2 separate regions of the Hordeum vulgare genome follow, and region 1 is linked to region 2. A link is a contact called in public Hi-C data. All regions are on one chromosome and are shown on one strand. The core of a region is the stretch at or near the end of the contact, and the rest is flanking DNA. Distances in the headings are between cores, read along the strand shown.

Evidence for each region. A called contact is a pair of places that touch in the nucleus more often than the background predicts.
Region 1: a contact with region 2 is called in a Hi-C map of leaf, with 7 times the contacts expected there. The contact joins the enhancer-like site here to the promoter of LOC123411786 in region 2. A contact is called at or near these places in 2 of 6 Hi-C or Micro-C datasets (leaf and seedling).

What each region holds. Positions count from the first base shown.
Region 1 is chr7H:92,777,883-92,781,748 of MorexV3_pseudomolecules_assembly, reverse strand. No RefSeq gene overlaps it. Among protein-coding and RNA genes, the nearest start is that of LOC123410114, 16 kb to the left of the region's middle. Within about 2 kb of position 1,753, at least 1 of the 3 cell types and tissues checked has open chromatin away from gene starts, as enhancers often do. A contact at or near this core is called in leaf, where this site is marked.
Region 2 is chr7H:92,280,254-92,283,958 of MorexV3_pseudomolecules_assembly, reverse strand. LOC123411786 (aquaporin NIP2-2-like) reads right to left here and starts at 1,740. Exons shown (of 5, transcript XM_045104750.1): 1 at 1,330-1,740; 2 at 1,014-1,238. The coding sequence starts at 1,497.

The DNA of each region.
Region 1 (3,866 bases), core at 504-3,003, 500 kb before region 2:
TTGAGTTACGGTTTAGAAGATATGGGTATTTTAAAAAACATTTAATATGTACTACAGGTTTAATGTTAGAAACATGAGGGGGTTTCTATAAAATAGCAAGACGGACTAAGAATATCTATTTCTTTTATTAGTATAGGTATAGAGTATAGATAAATTTCAGAGATTTATCTATGTTTCTTCCGTTGGAGTTTCCTTTTCCTAAGGAGCTGTCTGTTTTTGTTTGTCCCTGCCATGCGTAGACTTAATTCTGAAAAAAGTCTTTCACTATCATTGACACATGATTGTGGATGTTTCTAACTTTATAACTTTTTATAAAATGATAATTGCATATTTTCACAAAGGACCAGGTGTAAAGCCAATGGCCTCCTTTTAACGACTCGATTGCACCAGATACGACCTCAACAGACTGGGGGCCCTCCAAATGTTGGAAAAGCACACAAATCTGTGGCCGAAATCGCCCAAGACATTTTTTCGTGGCTAAGCCATCAACGCACTAACTCAGATGACACAGCTTTTAATCCAGCGGAATTGTACCGGACTTGCCATCTTCCTGCCCGTACTACTTTCTTTACCTTCCATTTTTCCATGCGTCGGGTTCAACAAGATGCGGATCTCTTCGCAAAAAATAAAAAAAATAAAAAAAATAAAAAACAAGATGTGGATCGATCAAGGCCGCGAATGGGCTCCCTGTCTTTCCAAGTCACCCGCGGGGTGAAATCCAGTCAGAATTGACAGACAAAAGCGAAAAGATTAAGATTTTCCACGTCCTCCACATAAAATACCGCCCCAGATTCTATACGGATGATCAACAAAAGGGTTCCACCTCCACTATAAACACCCGACAAAATTATTATATTAAAAGTGATCTCTCCTGGGTAAACATGCATTGCACAACTCTAATAAGATATGACCCGGCACGACTAGCCTCAGTAGTCTTGTCGCTATAGTGCGCTAATGATCGATCCATCATTTGGACTTTCCATCGCCTCATAATGAAGTTTCCTCCAAAGGGAAGGGATTCTGTATGCTGACACCTGGTGCATGGTGCATATGATACACCAGAAACAAACGGCCAGAATTAAATACTAGATGATCACAATAGCTAAATTACATATAAGTTGCCTGAAAACATAAATAATCGAGGGTTCGAGGTTGGAGAAGATGAGCAGTAACCATTTCGGGAGGTTGAAGAAGCTGATCTGGCCGTCCATCTTGCAGTCGACGGCTCACAGTGTGAAGACTGATCCAAATTTGTTTTTCAGGCGACCTACATCTAGCAAATCCCTAGATGATACTCCCCCTGTCACTTTTTATAAGAGATTTTAGAGTACATAACAATGTCAAAAAATGTCTTTATATCAAGTCACATATATAGGGAGTAGGATGAGATCGATGCTTAGCAAACCAACTTACAAGAGAACAACTTACAAGGGAACAACAGAGACATACCATGCATGTGAACTTAATTACCTTGAGACCTCACCAGCAACAGCAACTAACGATCGCTGACATATCGATGGCGAGTGAAAAGCTCCCGGAATTCCAAGCCCACGTAGCCCCCCCGATCGCTACAACCTTTAGCCATGGCTAGACCCGGAGTGCGGCGTGATACGTTTCACCTCATGTGCCACGCCGGCCGGAGAGATGGATCGTTCCTACAGCGACGGGTCGTCCTTTCGACGATCCTCCGGCCGGCCGGCTACGCTCTTAGCTGATCCTTTGTGTGTGCGCGACTCCAAGTGTTAACGTCGTGCGTGCCCCATGTGTTTCTCAGGCGTCCTCCACCACAAGTCCATGCGTGGGTCTAGTGACGGTCTGGCCTACAAGCAAGCTCAGTGGGTTGAACCGGATAGAACTCATATTAATTCATAAAAACTGTGACACACCGAATCTGAACGCAAGCAAACTTCCAAAGGAAGCCAGGTTACATGCATGCATGCATGCATGCATGATCATGATCGACTGGCGTTGCTTGCAAGCGAACGGTTTAACTACCGCGCTAAGAAACATAGTCGTTTATTTATGTATGTTGGAGGACGAAAACTTGAAAACATTGCCAGGATAATGTGAACTCAGACGAGAGAAGACCACGGTAGCTAATAACCATGCTCAGCACCCATGAAATGTGTTCAGAAACACACGTTTGCATGTTGCGTAAACGCTTCGCTTCCTGACGCACCACCAGCCACGCAGCTGTACACGCACGCACTGGGTTCAAAACAAGGCGATCAGAAGCACTGTTGATTATTCCAAAGCATACCTAGATATGTCGTGGGAGTTGCCATCCCATCTCATCCCTCCTTCCCAAAAGACCGTTACCATCGACGTCCACATATTTTTGCTCCAACAAAGGCATCTATCGTCATTATCCCTCCGTTTCCCTGCCCTGCTATGGGCTTCTTTGATTCAAAGGATTTTTATAGGATTTGTAAAGGATTGAAATTTTTAAGAATTATTCCTATGTTGGTCCTTTGATTCGTAAAAGATAAGATTGAATCCCATAGAATTTTTTTCTGTGATATCTTTTATACTATATTTTATAAAAAATCTAACATCCATTTCAACCTGGTTTTACAGTTCTTTTGTTTTTTTATGGCATCAAACACTCATTACCAATCTTATAGAATTCAAGTGAACATGCCACTCCGACTCTACTTTTTCTATTCATACATTTTTAAAATTCTACGAATCAAAGAGGCCATACCTGATACTCGGCATGGCATCTCTATCCGTCACCGTCACCGATCAATGATGGACATGCATGGGTTGATGGAGTAGGCAGCATATTCCTCTTTGTTTTGTGCACACATGTGTTGTTTTTTCTTGTCTGGATGGCAATGAAAATGAAAGTTCAGGGGTAAGTGCTTGCTTGCCCCCATGCCATGGAGAAATTGTTCACACACGATTAGTGATCATGCATGTCCGCTTTGTCTTTCAGTGTAGTGGAGTTTTTTGTTTGTTTGTTTTGTTTTGTTTGCAGCAACCCGGTGCATATTGACACATCAAGATATGACTCATGAGCTTTGGATACTTATGTGATTAATTTGGATGTCATCGTTGAACAACTAACAGAAAAACATGGCCTATCCATTGTTTTTTATTCTAAAGTATCCAAAAAAGTTATGGGAAAAGATTTGCCATGTTCCGTTGATTAAGAGAGTGTCACCCATATATAAGAAAAGAGAGGTAAGGAACAAAAGAAGAGCACCAGAGCAACGATTCGATGTCCAGACTCATGTGCATCCGCGCTGAAGATTTTTTCTTCAAAACATATACTAGAAAAATTTAAAAAATTCTATTTTTTGCATGGTAGATATTATGGTACGTGAGGTGCTCTTCTAATTTCAGACCATTTGGACATCTGAATAACTTTCTGTAAGAAAGACAAATTTACAGTTTGTAAAATGTTTATTGTTCATGTATTGTTCGGCAACTTATCTTTCTTACGAAGAGCTACTCATATGTTCAAATAATATAAAATTTGGAGCGCACCTCAGGCACCAAATTATCTACCATGCAAAGTATTTTTGAATGTTTTTATTTTGCTTTGTATTTTTGTGAATTTTTCTTAATCGGGTGCAGATAAGCCTGGGCTAAGAAATATGAGCCCCGCTTCGGTACACCCCCCCTTACAAATCGTATAAGGATAATATGGACCTTTCACATTAATTTTCGTATGTACGATAGATCCACTACATATACGCCCTTGGCTGGCCCAAGTACACCATTTTCTTATCTTCTAAGAAAGTTCAAAAATTATGCTTGTAGCAGGTTTCAAACTTGAGACCTGTAGCTATAATGCAGGAGGCAGCAACCAACAAGACACATTATTAGATGTGACAAATCCAAGTATGATATTTCTCTTA
Region 2 (3,705 bases), core at 491-2,990:
GCAGCGATGATCTTTGGGCACCACAACCATATAATCAGATGGTGTTGTCACTTGTCAGGCACAAAGTAGCTTGCCCGTCCTGGCATGGAGATCATCGATGGCTGGCTGGAGCATGCAGGGAGGGACACTGACAATCTTTTGCCTAAAGACTACCACTGGCCTTCATGGCATGAAGTTGATTTGTGATTGAATATATGGACATATAGTCGCGACATCAACGTCGAGTTTATACCGTGCGCTTGACTTGAGCAGCGAGTTCGTCATGTGACGCCGCTTTCAAACTTGCTTATTATGCCGCTAGCTAGACCATGTTCTAAGAAACTCCAGCAGGCTATTTAATATGCTGCAATAATTGGGACGGTTGCCCGGGAGCAACTATGAGGAAGTACAATATAGTCAGCGAATGTCAACCCCTTGGTTGGTCCGGGGAAGCTGCAATTAGTGGAGACTAATTAACAAGAGCTTTCAGGGTAAGCCATGTTCTTCCCTAATCATGAAATAGTTCTACATCAAGATGCCTCGTTTATTTTTGTGTGAGGGAGTTGGGTAGATCTGAATTTTTTTCCAATCATTCGCATGTTCAGCATGCATGTATTGGACTTAGTTTGCTGCCACTACATGCCATGTGGCGGAATAACCCAATATACACACGGCTAGCTAGGGAAGCCCTTTGGCTACTCCAAGTCTCCAACTTGTGCTACTTAAATACGGGAGTACTATTTCGGATATAGGATATGTTCTTGTATCCAGCTTGGATGGCCGATCCAGATGCGTTTTATGAATTAATTATGATACAGTTCTATTTTTTCAGTTGTTGAGGACTAGTTGTACATGTTACATATAAAATCCTTTTTTATTAGCCAAGCTTAACTAATTATCTGCACCGATCATGCATTTGACCCGCAGTGCAGTGGTGTTAGCGTGACAATTTCTTATTTGCACGTTCATGTTGATAACCAAGTCCTACTGGACAAGCATATGTGTCTGCGTTTGATTCCGTAATATCGCCGTACCTGAATCCAGGGGAAATGCCGGAAGCAGGCGAAGGAGAGGGTGACGGCGGGGTTCATGTGCGCGCCGGAGATGTGTCCGGTGGCGTAGATCATGACGGTGACGATGAGGCCCCCGACGACGGACTGGCCCAGCTGCGAGACGCGCGTCACGTCGGCGCCGTAGATGGACGCCGCCCCGCACGTCACGAACACCAGCAGGAACGTCGCCACCAGCTCCGATATCACCTGCTCATACATGAAACATCAACGTCAGCGGCAGGCACGTTTGAGCTAGTAGAAAACCATGACCGGCGATCGAACTCTGCGGGTTGCTCACCTTCTTGAGGAGGTGGGGAGGGAAGAAGTCGGCGAATGACTTCTCCTGGTAGTACATGCTGGGGGCGAGGCTGGGGGCGCCGTCCTGCACCGTGGACAGGTCGTGGATCTCGTTCGAGTAGTTCACTCGCGAGTTGGCCCTCGTCGGCGTGTTGGAAGTCACCGACATCTTTGGTTGGCTGCTGATCTCAGGTCGACTACCCTCCCTCTCTACCTCTGCCTCTGCCTCTGCCTCGAGGTTGATCCCGGAGATCTCTTGATCACAGGCAGGCTACGATATATGGTATCGATCGGCAAGCTGTTGTATCAGCTAGCAGTGGTCGACTCTCGCTACATACAGCTCGGAGCTGCCCGGAAGAGAAGATGAGGCGTGTGATTAGTGGGTATGGAGCTATGCTCGGTTGCTTGCCTGTTCTCTGTTCTGCGGCGAGCGGGCGCGTATTTATAGGTGGAGGCCGAGGCGGGTCGTCCTCGTCCCCGCGAGGGGTGGAGGGGGCGAGGAGATGAGGTGACAGGTGGTAGGCGCGCCACTCCACTGCAGGCACTGCCTTTGCGTTTGTGGCCGCCTGGCCAGACCGGCCAGCCAATCTGCCTGAGGGGCACCGGCCAACGGGCCAGCTGAAAACTGACAGGAAGCAACGAATTCTACTGATGCTAGTATTGCTAGTTTGCATACTATCAACGGCGTAAAAAACGCACGCGCCTAAACTGAAAATTTAGACGATAACTCTGAAAAGCAAGATTTCCTATCTTTTCTTTTAACTCAGGGGAAATACGGTCAGGCGGCGCTAATTCAAATCCGTGGGGCGAAATCGCACGCTTCATCGGACGCAGGAAAATAAGACGCGCGAGAGAAAGCGGGCGGCCGCGCGTTAAATTTGGCACACCGTTTTCAGCGTGCCTGTAAATACGGCGCTCGTCACGCGGCTGCCCATAGCCACGCGTCCTCTGCCTCTCCCTCGCCGCTCCCTCTGCCACCATGCCGCCGCGCCGCCCTGGATCCTCGGGCTACTGCGGCGTTCGCGAACGCCGCTCCGGTGTCTACTACATCTAGATCAGGTCCGGCGACGTCCGTGCCGGCCTCGGCACTTTCAAAACCTCGCATTAGGCCGCCTGCGCGTACGACGCGGCGGCGTGGCACCTAGGGAGGCCTCGTGTGTAGATGAACTTTTAGGATGTCTACACACGCGAGTAGGCCAGGACCTCGCCCCTCCGCCTCGTTTGATAATAGATCAGGACAGTGAGGAGCACCGTCGGCTGTAGCGCCGTCACCTCGTCGCCGAGGAGGACGAGCGAGCCATGGCGGAGTGGCGTCGGCGCCACCCGGAGGACGTCGCCGCTGAGAACGCCTTCTGGGAGAAGAGGACGGCAAGGCGTCGTGAGGAGTGGCATGACAGGCGTCGGCGCAAGTTACTCGCTATATCGTAGTGCGTGGTCGTCAACAACTGTGGGACGTCCATCTTCACTTCTGACGATGAACGTTGGGAGGACGCATGGCTATCTACCTCGGACAGCACCCACAGTGATGACTCGGAGTAGTTTTATCTATCTATGATAGTTTTATTATCGCGTTGGATTGATTTTATTATCTATATTATCTTGTTGCATTAGTTTATTATCTATATGCTGAACTATGTAACAAATCTATGCATATATTTTTAGCGTGTTGGACTAGTTTTATGTTTTAATTTGCAGCGTCTGTTGGAGCGTCGCGAACGCGCTAAAATATGTTGCGACCGTTGGAGCCGGCGCTCGTCGGCGCACTGAAAAAAGCTAGCCGCACGCTGTAAATCCATTTTTTAGACGTCGGTCGAAACGCGCCTGAAGATGCTATTTAAAGCATCCACAAATCAGACTAGCAAATCCGAGCCCTCAAACAACACGTTCGCATGCATTGACTGTCTGGTCCTCAAATCGCGTCATTCGCATATGTGCATCTTATGTCCGATCCCATATATTCATACTAATAAAAATACGTAGATCATGAACGGGACATAGAAATGCATAATCGATTCACCAAAAGATCACCGTCGGATCTTTAAAAGACTGCCAAAGTTCAAATAATGCACATGAACGATGGAGAAGTTTAAACTATACATCTAAAAACTTGAAATTAATTTGAAGGCGGATCTTCACCACTTCTTCGCCAGCCCTTTCCCCTTCCTTTCGACGGCGTAGCAGTAGGAGTCGGCGGCTGGTGGGGGATCGTCCGAGTTGTCTAACATGACGTCCTTGTTGTTCTCGTCGTCGGAGAGTACGATGAGCTCTTTGAGCCATCAGACGGTCTGCCATTTTCCGCTTGAGCTTCGCCAGCCAAGTCGCCTTCGTCGTTGCCTTCGCCGCCTCACGCTTCGACTGCTCAATGGGAGCGTCTTTG